Linked DNA regions of Sus scrofa: all the other regions are linked to region 1. Evidence: chromatin contacts called from public HiChIP or PLAC-seq data. All regions are on one chromosome and are shown on one strand. Each heading gives the region's core, a stretch centred on a gene start, on an enhancer-like site or on the middle of the called end of the contact. The rest is flanking DNA. Distances are from core to core; before and after follow the strand shown. Region 1 overlaps LOC106506054 (a long non-coding RNA gene). Region 2 overlaps LOC102163764 (a long non-coding RNA gene). Region 3 overlaps LOC102163764 (a long non-coding RNA gene). Region 4 overlaps LOC102163764 (a long non-coding RNA gene).

Region 1 (2,876 bases), core at 197-2,696:
GAACTTTTCTAGACTCAGCTTCCTCATCTGGAAGTAGGGATAATCAAAGCACCTGCCTTATCAGGGTGTGGTGAAGATTAAATGAGATAATACATGTAAAACACACAGAAGGGAGCCCAGCACACAGTAGGTGTTATTAAGGGTTCCCTGTTACTATTATTAACGTTCAAGGTCTTTCAGGTAGAAAGCGGAAGAACCAGGTTTTCCCAGGGCCTGTGGTGAGGCTGATCCCTGCCTCTGCCCAGCTGACCTTGGCCCTGAGTGGGACTGGCTGTGCTGACCCAGGCTCAGGAAGGAGGAGCTCTACATCCCCCACCAGGCCGTTCCTCTGCAGCAGGCATGTGACATATTGTGGTGTGATGTGTTTTCCCCTCATGGTGCAAGATGTGACTCAGAAGGGCATGCTGGGGAAATGAGTTTCTTGGATTTGCCCACCTCATCGCCCCTGCGTTCTTTAGAATTTCTCTGAATCAGACTTTATATCTGGTGCTATCGCTCACTGGCCTTATTTATGCGGAAAACAGCTCCACATTTCCAACTTGCTCAACAGCCCTCAGGATTCATCTTGGGCCCTGGGAGGGTAGCAAAAGGCGGGGAGGGCCAAAAGGAAAAAGAAAGAAAGAAAAAGGGAGAAAGAAAGAAGGAAAGAAAGAGCCAGCAACAATCAAAACAACCCTTTTCTCCCTGTGTAATCTGGGCAGCTTCCAGGAGGATAATGTCTTTCCACCGTGAATCGCCCCCTCCCTCCCAGGCTGTTTTCACAGGAAGCAAATCCTGGAGCATTTTCAATGTGCCCCTCGAGGCAGAACAATGAGGCCCTTGAAGCCTCGGCCCCGCGCTTCCTCCAGTTATCCGGAGGCCCGGCCGAGCCCCTCCTGGAGCGGGGCGGGGAGGCGGCGGCGCGAAGGGGCGCGGGACCGGCTCTGGGAAATGGAGTGGGGGGAGTCTGCGGGGTGTTGCGGAGCCGCACGGGGGAAGCCCATTAGCCAAATAATAGGTTTGGATCCGACTGTTTTGCCAAGGTACCCGGCATTTATCCGGCTCCCCGATTGGGGGCGGGGAGCTGGGAGGAGGAGGCGCGGATCCAATTACGGCTGCTCCTGCCCGGTCGCCGGGAGGTGGTGGCGGGCCGGGCAGGCAGGCGGGCGGGCGGGGATGGGAAGGGCCGGGTGGAGCGGGAGGCTCGGGGCTCGTGCGCGCAGAGCCCGGGCAGCGGGTCGGGGGGCGCCTGTCCCCCAGGCCCGGCCCGGGCCGCGACCCGCGCCGCCTCCCCCGCCCGCCGGCTCAGCTGCCTCATTGTTTATTGTGGAGTCTGGCTCGCCCCCTCCCCGTCCCCCTCCCTCGCTCCCGCCTCCCTCCCTCCCGCTCCTTTCTCCCCTCCTCCCGAAAGAAAGAAGAGCCAGTCTGTGGAGACGAATGAGTCATGAATAAACAAACAGCGTGGGGGAGCTGTCACTCCGGGCTGACTTCCTGGCCGCGCTCTGCTCCGCGACCTCCTGGCGGGGCGCAGAAGCTTGGCTGGCTGGGATGGGCAGGGGCGGGCTCCCCTCTCCGTGGGCGAGGGGTGGGGTGCCCAGGACCCCAGTTACCAGGCTGACCTTGAGCACAGCCCTCAGAAACATCGAGTCCGTTAGACAGCGTGTGACCCAATGTCCCCAAACCTATCTGTACACGTATGCTGAGGGTGGTGAGTCTGATTTCCTTGGGTTTGACAAAAGCCATACGCCACAGACAGGCATGTGAGCATCTGCTGTGTGGGGTTGATTTCCCTGTGTGGGCTCACCCTCTGGGAATGCTGTGTGTGTATGTGTGCGCGAGCGCGTGTGTGCACGCATGCGTGGTGTGTGTGTTTGTTGATGTGGTTTCTCTTGCATGTGTATATCTGGTATGTGCTGCAGACGCTAGGGCACTGTGAAGACGGGTATATGTGGGATGTGTGTGTGAGCGTGTGGAGTGTCTGTGTGTGGAGTGTGGGGTACACATGAGTGTGTGTTCGTGCCAGGGCTGGTAGCCTGTGTGTGTGTTTGTTGTGTAATCATTTTTCTGACTCTGAATCTGCTTCTGCCGCTTTAAGATTTGAGATCTTTCTTTGTGCTTAGTTTTCTACTTGGGCCTTTTTCCTTTCCCTTGTGTGATCCTGTGGGTCATTCGGGGCCATCTCTTCCCATTAGTGAGGCCCCAGGGCCCCAGCAGACCTCCAGGGCCTGGCCTGGCTGGCCTCAGCGTCCAGCCAGCTGTGGCCACACGCAGGCTCCCGGCGCTGACTCATGCCTGGCGAGAGCAAAGCAGAGCAGAGTCTGACCAGAGCCCAGGCTGGGTGAGCCCCCCCTGTGGGGAGGGCGCTCTGGGCCCTGCCTCTGGGGGCTCTCCTGAGCCCTTGAGCTCGAGGAAAGGGGCCTGAGCTAGTCCAAACCTTCTGGGGCCTTCTGGTGTAGAGAGGAGTCCATGCAATGGGTCAGAGTCAGGGGCAGGGGTTGGGCATATCTTCTGGCTTCCCCAGCAACCACACACCCTCACAGAGGTCCATCCCAGGACCAGTACTGACCGCTGAGCCTTCAGGAGGAAAGTTGGTGAGACTGAGCATGGCCGTGACTCAAGCTCCAGCCCTGGCCCTAGTTGCTTGGCTGGGTCCAGTACCCTGACATCTCTGGTCCTGCTCCTTCTCCATGGGCTGGCCCAGCTCCTACAGTTCTCCAACTTTGGGTGGGGGATTTGCATTCAGGGCCAGATCTCCCTAAAGCTGAAGCAAGGTGCAGTTTTGCTGCCCTTTCCCCATTATCACCCTCTTCTGCAGCCCCACTGCTTGTTGGACTTGGTTTCCTGGCCCTGGAATCATGGCATTGGTTATGGCCTTGACCGGGAGTTGGCCCTGGGGG
Region 2 (2,876 bases), core at 95-2,594, 480 kb after region 1:
CCCTCTCTGAAGCGCCCAGTGCTACATCCACACCACCGGATAGGCTGAGCCAGCTCAGGCAGCCGGAAAGAGCGAGAGCTGAGCTCTGGTGCGGAGGTGTCTGGCCCAGGGTGGGCGGCCGGAGCTGGCCCAACACCTCAGCTGAGCAAATAGAATGAGTCCACCTCCCAGGCAGGCTGCCCGCCTCCTGGATCCTCACAAGCAACCAGACCCACAACTAGAGAAGCAGGCTTTGTGTGGCTCCTGGACGCATGGCTAACAGTCTCAAGGGCTTTTTCTCCTGGGTCACAGCTGGCAAAACCGACAGGGAGAAGGAACCACTGCCTCTCCTCTCACCGGGCCGCCCCTGAACTCCCCACCCTGACCCAGCCCCTCCCGCTCTACTCCAGTTCTCTCACAAGCCTCCAGGGATCCCAGAGCAGGACCTGCAAAATGCTCAGCTGGACGACATCAGTGATTTTTGACTTTTTTTCCTGCCACAAAGCCTTTTCTCCCAATGAATTCCTACAGGGGAAGCCAGTGGCTAAAAAGAGTAAATAGAGATCAGTTCTGGTTGAATTGGGGGTACACTCCCTAAGGGGCTCCCTCAGAACTCCAAAGGTCTTAGGGACACTTTTAGAAAACCACCATGCCGAATAACCTCTGGGTCCCAGAGTGGGGAAGGAATGGCCTAAGTCCCACACCTAGTGGTCAGCAGAGTTCTCTTACTCCTGGCCCAGGGAGACTGAGTCTGGGGCAGGAGTGGGAACAGGAGGCCAGAGCGAGTTGATAGGCGTGTGACCCAGAGGGTTGGGCAGGGGGCACTAGAGCCAGGGGAGGACCTCGTTCTGGGGAGTCCAGAGGGTCTGACCCTCTGTGCACAGGGATCACAAGCACAGAGGTCATGGACATAGCAGTCCCTGGCATAACAGTCATGGGCACAGGAGTCACTGACACAGTGGTCATGGTCATAGCATTAATGCACACAGAGGTAATGGACACCACAATCATGGACAGAGCAATCGTAGACACTGTCATGGCCACTGAAGTCAAGGGCACAGGGGTCATGGGACAGCAGCTATGGACACAGTGGTCTTGGGCCAGAGGTCACAGACACAGAGGTCATGCACACAGAAGTCACACACACAGGTCATGGACACAGACGTCGTGCCCACAGCAGTCACAGACGCAGGTCACGGACACAGAGGTTATGCCCACAGCAGTCACAGACTCAGGTCACGGATACAAAGGTCGTGCACATAGCAGTCATGGACACAAAGGCCATGCACACAGAAGTCACACACACAGGTCAGGGCCACAGCGGTCTAGCACACAGCAGTCGTGCACAGCCCACACGGCAGTTCTGCTGAATCCATTAGCAGGCTGGCGGCAAGTCCCCACCCCTCCTTGGGAGCTTTCTGGCAAGCTAATCCCTGCATAGCTGGGACATTAAATCACTGCCTCTTCGGCCTGTGGGCTGCCCAGGTACATCTGGCTTCATTTAGTCTCCCCTATTGAACAGAAACACATGTGGGTCCTGGCGCGCCTCTGAGGTGGGAGTCTGTGTAAGAGCTTCCGGGGTGGGCGGGGTGGAGGGGATAGGAGGCGGGACTTAAGCCATTCCTTTCAAAGTGTGTTTTTTGGCACACAAGTGTCCTGCAAGATGTTAATTAGGTACTATGGAAAAAAAGGTTTCCTCGGTCAAGTAAATCTGGCAAACACTGCATTGAGCACAAGTAAGCGGAGGATTGTGGGATTTCTCAGGCTTTGATAGGCGACCCTGAGTGGAGGACAGAAAGTACAGTGTTTTCCAAGCATCTTCTTCTGGAGAATCAAGGATGCTTTTGGCTGCAGGTGATAGGAAATCCAGTTCTAAACTGGTTAAACTCTCTGGGAAGGTGCTCGCTTAGGCAACAGGAACACCAGAGGTGGACACCAAACAATGTCACCAAAGCCAGAGCCCTTCCCTCTTTCCCCTCCGCCATGCTCAGAGCGTTCTCCTTGGGGGTAGTTACTCTCAGGGGACCTGGTGGCATCTGTAATTCCAGAACTCCCACTATGTGGACACTAAAACCACCAGCAGTACAGGGAGATGCCTTCTTCCCAGAGGTGTTTAGAGTGAGGTCAGCCTTTCCCACAAACCTCCCAAGACTCTTCTCATTCCATTGGCCAGAGTCATGACACATGCTCCAGCCAAAACTAAGACTGGTGGCTTGAGACTCATGGTTCCCAAACTGTGGGCTGAGGCACCCCGGATCACCACAAAAAAAATTTAGGGGTGCTACAGGATATTGAAATTTTTCAAGGGAACCACAGAAACACCGGCTACGCATGAGCTACTTACTATTTTACGTGACTTCATAGTTTCCACAATAGATCACACTGCATTCCTTTGATGGTATTAGAGCCTTGAGAAGCGGTTTTTGGTGGTTGCTGCTGTGATGATAATCAAGCCCTGAATGGAAAGCAATGTGGAATGGAAAATGAAGGTGGTGCTTGTCCAACCCAAATCCAAAGTCTGACAAGTTGTGCACTGCCCAGCAGGTGCACCCTTCCCATTGTACATAATTGTAGTTCTTTAAAAATAAACTGAAATGATTACTTTTTCTTTCCTTTCATGTATATTGTTTCTACAGTTTGGTTGATAAGTTATTCCAGCATAAATATTTATTAAGTTGTTTCAGCCCAGCTAAGCAGAGTGTTAAGTATTTATTTTAGTTTAGGGACACTGTGGGGGGAAAAGAAATCACTGAGACAAAGGGCCGGTGAACAAAGCTTAGGAACTTACAGCTTAGATGTTTCATGGTTTACTCCTTGTGACAGGAGCTGGGGCTTAAACCAACCCCACCTGAAGCCCATGAAAGGTACAGGTCTGAGCAAACCCTCATGAAGAAAGG
Region 3 (2,876 bases), core at 189-2,688, 400 kb after region 1:
CACACCAAATGAGAATGCCAGAGTCACTCACCTTGGGCTTTGGTCCAGGCGCCATCTCTAACTCACCGGGGACACAGGACACACAGCCTGCCTCCATGTCCCTGTTTCTTCATCTATATGCTAGGGACAATGACACCACCCTCTTGATGGTTCGCCTGATATTTCTCGGGTGCAGATGCTGAGTCCCGCTCTGTGCAAGGTTCAGCATCTGCCTAGGGGAGACACTTCTCCATGTTCAGGGGCCTCTCAGTCAGATCCTCTGCAACATCTCAGATCCTCTGCAAGAAGACGGCAAGAGACGTCGATCGCATTGACTAGAAATACAGAGGACACAGGAGAACAGGGAAGAGGGACAGCCAGCCATGGCAGGAGCACTCAGAAAAGGCGTCGGGAAGTGGCAGCAGCAAAGCTAAGCACAGACTGAAAAGATGAGGAAGAGGTGAGCAGGAGGTGGTGCGGGCAGACGGCTGAGGACCAGCAGAGTGGACTCTGCATAGGCATCTGTCTGCCAGTGCACAGGGCAGAGCCAGTGGGACGAGACAACAGCACTGTGGTGTTCCAAGTCCATGAAGCAGGAACAGGGAGGCTGAGAGGGAGCCCCGAGAGCCGGGCCCGAACTGGAACACAGGACAAGGATAACACAGGTGAAAGTGCTTTGCGAACTCTGATGTGAGGGCCACTGTTTGTTCCAGAACACTTTCCTTCCCAGCTGCCATAGCCTATTCTCACAAAAACATGCTGAAACCAGCACCTTTAAAAAAAAAAAAAAATCATACTTCCTACAGATTTGCAGAGGACAATCAAGTATGTGAATGTTCACAAGTTGTCGTATAATCAAATGATTGGTGATTTTCTTTCTCATTTTCCTTTCTTTCCGAAGCTATGTTTCTACTGATTTCATGTTTCAGGAACATAAACACCACTTCTCCATTTTGGGGACTAAATCAGGAGGTACCCACTTAATTCCATTATCCAAGAAACAAAATCACTCCCCCTCCAGCCAGTCCTGCAAGCCAATCACCTGCACAGGAGATGAGAAAGGAAATTACTCTGTTTTTCTCTTGCTTTTTTTTTCCCTAACTAGTGGTATTTGAGAAAATTAAGTATGTTGTGCTTCCTATTCAGGGTCCAGGTCCTCAGACAGAGCTGGAAATGGAAGAGGAGAATGTTGTTTGGTTCCAGTGGCAAATATTTCATAGCATCCTTCAGCCCCTATGAATAGCTTTGTAGACAAAATAACACATTTTGTTGTGACACCACCTTAAATATTTTTACTCAGGTAAGACAGAGCACTGTAAATAGTGCCTGTTTATCACCCCAGTGGAAATTTCACTTTTCTTGCTGGGACTAAGAAAGCAGGAAGCCTCGCCCCAGTAGTCCAGGGCCCTTGGCCTGAGTCCTGGCTTTGTACATGGTCTGACCTCAGGCATAGACTCCCGGGTCAAGTGAGGACAGCTGTAGGCAGTACAAAGAGCACTGGACTTAGAAGTGGACAGACTGCATTTGAACCACAACTCTGCTGTTTACAAGCTGTGACTTTAAGCAATGTACTGAAATTTTTCTGAGCTTGAGTTTTCTCATTTTGTCAAGTAGGGATAATGCCACCCAGTGTGCTGGATGACTGCACTAAGTGAAAGAATGAGATGGCACGTAGAAAGGGCTGACATGGTGCCCAGCACATGGGGCTGCAACATACAGTGCAGTGGTTTCTGCCCCGCCCAAAGATGCCCAGCCAAGGAACACGTGGTGCTGACATTCTGCCTCGCTTTTTAAACTTGCTGGTCACTCATACAGGGTTCTTTAAAGCAGTTCTTCTACCCAGAGAACCTGTGGATGATTCACCGCACAGAGAAAGCTGCTTCGCCATTTACACAAAGGTGCCATGCTGGCAGAGGGGCCCCGGAGCACAGGAGGTACATCTCCAATCCACTCTGCTGGTTTTCCTCCCCGCCTCCGCCCGCCAAAGACTATCAGCCTCAGCTACATATGTGTGCAAAACCACGCTGCACACCATGTCCTGAAGCAGCCCAGCTCATCTTTAGATATCTCTCTTGTAAAGCATGATCTCACAGTTTCAGTTTTGCCAGAAAAGAGTTCTGGAGGTGGATGACTTAAAAATGGTTAAGTTGGGAGTTCCCGTCATGGCTCAGTGGAAACAAATCTAACTAGCATCCATGAATACGCGGGTTTGATACCTGGCCTTGCTCAGTGGATTAAGGATCTGGGATTGCCATGAGCATGAGCTGGCATGTAGGCATAGATGTGGCTCAGATCTCATGTTGCTATGGCTGTGGTATAGGCCAGCAGCTACAGCTCTGATTTGACCCCTAGCCTGGGAACCTCCATACGCCCGGGTGCAGCTCTAAAAAGACAAAAAAAAAAAAAAAAAAAAAAAAGGAAAGAAAGAAAGAAAAAAGGTTAAGTTGGTAAATTTTAAATTATGTGTATTTGACCACAATTTAAAGCAATAAATTCTTTAAATTATTAAAACATTCAACTATTTTTTAGAAAGACTCTAGCTCCATTTTGTGCTGAGAGGCAATAATCTGACACGTGGCATGGCAAGGGAGCAGGGACTTGCCCTCTGAGAGACAGAACTGAGTCCCTCTGCGGGCTGGGGAGCAGGTTGGGGGGTGGTAGTATTTTTTTTACGTTTGAGCTAAAATCTATTTTCACGTAACTTTTCTCCATGGTGGTCTTTTGGGCCCCAAAGAACAAATATCATGGGGCTACTTTAGCATATTAGTTAGGTTAGGTTAGTATGTGCTATGCTCCAGGAAAGAAAAAAAAAATCTTGGGGGCTTAACAGAGCAAAAATATCTCTTCTCCCTCACACTGTGAATTATATGTGGGTGTTTGGGGGAGGGGCATACCTC
Region 4 (2,876 bases), core at 224-2,723, 340 kb after region 1:
AGAGAGCTAACTTGGCTGTGGCATTGAACGACCCCTCCCCATCACTTGGCTTTAGTTCTCCCATTCCCAAGAGGAGAGGTGGGATTCAACCACACCCATGCCTCCCAGAGCTGAATTCCTAGGGCTAAAGACAGGGCTCCTGCCCCCTCACCTCCCCACAGCTCTGTGTTCCCAGGATGGAGAGCCAGATCACTTCTCTACAACAGTTGCTATCGCTCATAGACGCTGGTGCCACGCCCTCAGTTCAAAGTCCACCTGTGCCCCTTCCAAGCCACATGACCCTGACCAAGTGGCTTAACCTCTTCCAACCACAGCTCCTGTTTCTGAAATAGAGAAACTAGCATCTTCATCCTGAGGTTATTTGAGGTCAGCCAGGTAATGCATGTCACGTAATGGGTCAAACCCAGGGGACCACACAGAGGGTGCTTCCTTCCCTGGGTAGGAAGGGCTACCTATTCCACAGACTCAGCCTTCCATGGGGTTTTTCTCCCCAAGGCAGCACGCAGAACCCTATAGAAGAGATGCCAGGTGCTGGGGCTGCCCACAGGCTGTATGGAGAATCACTTAGGATCAGGCTGCTAGTGAGGACCCACGCTACATAAAGCTCTGATGCTCTCCCTGTCCGCAGCTCCAAGGACCAGAAGGACCACACTGCCTGGAGCAGGAAGCCTTTTTCAACCCCACCTAAAGGGTACACAGGCCCATCTTTAAAGGGAAGGGCTGACACAGAGAACCTATTCCAAGGGCTTGCCAACAAGCCTGGACACGAAAGCTTTACCCAGGAACTAATGTCTAGAAAATTAGTTGGAGATTTTCCCTGGCAAGCATGTGGCTCTCTTTGCCTGACACTCTCCAAGAGAAGCAAGAGCTCTCAGATCAGCAACCACATTGGTCCTGAAGTGGCGAAGTGACCCAGGCTAATGACCAGCTTTGCTGACCCTTGTTTCTACATCTGCAGAATGGGTATAATCTCTGTTCTGGGGGTCTTCCAGGGCCATCACGAGAGCCAGGCTGCCAGGCCATGAACCCTCATCTCTAGCGGAGAGAATGGGAAAATTGGGGGGAACGAGCAGGAGTTAAGGGCCTGAGGGGCTGACCTAGGACTAGATACTGGGGGAGGAGACCTGGCTTTGCATCTCAGCCTGCCCCCTCCTAGCTGCACCACCCAAGGCAACACATTGGATCTCCCAGTCTCAGTTTCCTGATTTTCTAAAGAGCAGAAAGGGGATGTTAACATCCACCCAAGAGAGATCCTGAGATCAACTCCAGTCCGGCCGGTGAAAGTGCAGCTGGTCACAGGGGTGTGGAAAATGTCACTTGGACACATGGTGGGTGTCAGCAGGTAGGAGGCACCCCACGCCCCCACCCAAGCCTGAAGCCGGAGGGGGCCACACAGACTGTCTCTGTGTCTCTGTTTATCTTCTCTGAGGAGGCCTGTCTTTGACCAAAAGGCAGCCAGGAGCATCAGACGGGAACATGGCTGCTTTTGTGAAATCAGACCCACTCCCTGTCCCTTGGGCCAGGCATGATTTAATGAAATCCTGTTTACCTCTGGCTGGAGCTGCCGTTTTCAAGATTTCCTTGAAAACATATCCCAGATGGCCCCGGGCGGTTCACTTCCTGTACCAGGAACACAGCGCACGTCCCTCTGGGGCGGGCTGGTCCCCGGGGGCAGGGAGACGGGCTTTAACTGCCTGTGAGCTCAGGGCTCTAGGATCTTCCCTCTCCTCTCTGCTACCTAGGCCTTGTCATCAACCACTGATCCTGCAGCGCCTGGGGTGGGTCCTGGCGGCCCGAGAGAGGCCTGGCTGTGTGGCAGTCTTTGCATCTGGGAAGGCTGGCCGCCAGGGCCCTACCCTAGACCCTGGACCCACAGAAGCAGATGTGCTCCTTGCACAGCAGGCCCAGCACGTCTCCCAGACAGATGCCGTGGTGGTGCTCTGAGCCACTGCCCGGCAGATGGAGTTCCTGTGGACTCAGCCTTGCCTGCAACAAACACCTTAGGTCTGCAGCTGGCTCTCATCTCTCTGTCTCCGGCACACCTCACCCTGGGCTCCCAGAGAATCCAAGGCAAGGTTTCTCGGCAATCTCCTCCGAGTTTACGAATGGGAAACCTGAGACCCAGAGAAGATGAAAATAACTGGCTCATTATCCATGATTGTACAGCCAGAATCAGAGACAGAACACCAGAACAAGTGTACAGGACTCTAATATCAGGGCTCTGTCTACTCCAGCACACATCCTTCAGGGGTCAAAGGACAATGCAGCCCCAAATTATACAGATGGGGAAACTGAGGCCTAGTGTTGGGAAGAGAGCTGCTGAAGCTCTCAGAGGGAGGGGGAGGTCAGAGCAAGGCCTTTTTCCAGGTCCAAACCACATCTTCTTTTTTTGTTACATATAGGGGATAAAGAAAGGCCATGGAGAAATGGATAGGGGTCAGGTGGTCCTTTCTTAGCCAATCAAGCAAGTCTCAAATCTAGAGTGTGGATGCTCATTGGCCCCCACTGGAACTACACTGGTGGGGGCCTGAGAGAGTGAGGTCAGGCAGGAAAGGCTGGTCACCCAGGACCTCTGAGTCCAGCTGTGGCACTGCCCTTTATTGTGCCTAAAACAACATGATGAGGCTTCTTCCAGGAGACCTGCAGCTGCATGGAAAGTCCTGGCCTGGGCCCAGAGCTGCCTCAAAGAGAATTAATCTGGGTCCCAGCTGGGGGAATTCTCAAGGCCCTGCGCCTACTTGCTGCATCTCTGCTCTTGTGTGTGCCAAGGAAAGCAGAGTTTGGATGTGATGGAAGAAATGACTCCCAGGGACAGACAGAATCCCTGGAAGTAGCCACCCTTGAGATCATTACCCTGTATCACATGATTAGGACTT

The links. HiChIP or PLAC-seq counts read pairs in DNA pulled down with a chosen protein or histone mark.
Region 2: a contact with region 1 is called in an H3K27ac HiChIP or PLAC-seq map of skeletal muscle, with 6 times the contacts expected there. The contact joins two enhancer-like sites. A contact is called at or near these places in 2 of 47 Hi-C or Micro-C datasets (embryonic fibroblasts and heart right ventricle) and 1 of 2 datasets of contacts at active chromatin or transcription factors (skeletal muscle).
Region 3: an H3K27ac HiChIP or PLAC-seq map of skeletal muscle shows a contact between it and region 1, with 4 times the contacts expected there. The contact joins two enhancer-like sites. A contact is called at or near these places in 1 of 47 Hi-C or Micro-C datasets (embryonic fibroblasts) and 2 of 2 datasets of contacts at active chromatin or transcription factors (alveolar macrophages and skeletal muscle).
Region 4: an H3K27ac HiChIP or PLAC-seq map of skeletal muscle shows a contact between it and region 1, with 5 times the contacts expected there. The contact joins two enhancer-like sites. A contact is called at or near these places in 1 of 47 Hi-C or Micro-C datasets (mesenteric adipose tissue) and 2 of 2 datasets of contacts at active chromatin or transcription factors (alveolar macrophages and skeletal muscle).

What each region holds. Positions count from the first base shown.
Region 1 is chr14:81,316,756-81,319,631 of Sscrofa11.1, reverse strand. The region is part of intron 4 of LOC106506054 (a long non-coding RNA gene); the gene reads left to right. Among named protein-coding and RNA genes, the nearest start is that of ZMIZ1, 91 kb to the left of the region's middle. Within about 2 kb of position 1,446, at least 73 of the 83 cell types and tissues checked have an H3K27ac peak or open chromatin away from gene starts, as enhancers often do. A contact at or near this core is called in embryonic fibroblasts, mesenteric adipose tissue and skeletal muscle, where this site is marked.
Region 2 is chr14:80,838,824-80,841,699 of Sscrofa11.1, reverse strand. It overlaps LOC102163764 (a long non-coding RNA gene), which reads right to left. Exons shown (of 11, transcript XR_002338695.1): 5 at 2,324-2,434. Among named protein-coding and RNA genes, the nearest start is that of RPS24, 370 kb to the right of the region's middle. Within about 2 kb of position 1,344, at least 14 of the 83 cell types and tissues checked have an H3K27ac peak or open chromatin away from gene starts, as enhancers often do. A contact at or near this core is called in embryonic fibroblasts and skeletal muscle, where this site is marked.
Region 3 is chr14:80,916,588-80,919,463 of Sscrofa11.1, reverse strand. The region is part of intron 6 of LOC102163764 (a long non-coding RNA gene); the gene reads right to left. Among named protein-coding and RNA genes, the nearest start is that of RPS24, 440 kb to the right of the region's middle. Within about 2 kb of position 1,438, at least 13 of the 83 cell types and tissues checked have an H3K27ac peak or open chromatin away from gene starts, as enhancers often do. A contact at or near this core is called in skeletal muscle, where this site is marked.
Region 4 is chr14:80,975,303-80,978,178 of Sscrofa11.1, reverse strand. The region is part of intron 6 of LOC102163764 (a long non-coding RNA gene); the gene reads right to left. Among named protein-coding and RNA genes, the nearest start is that of ZMIZ1, 430 kb to the left of the region's middle. Within about 2 kb of position 1,473, at least 15 of the 83 cell types and tissues checked have an H3K27ac peak or open chromatin away from gene starts, as enhancers often do. A contact at or near this core is called in mesenteric adipose tissue and skeletal muscle, where this site is marked.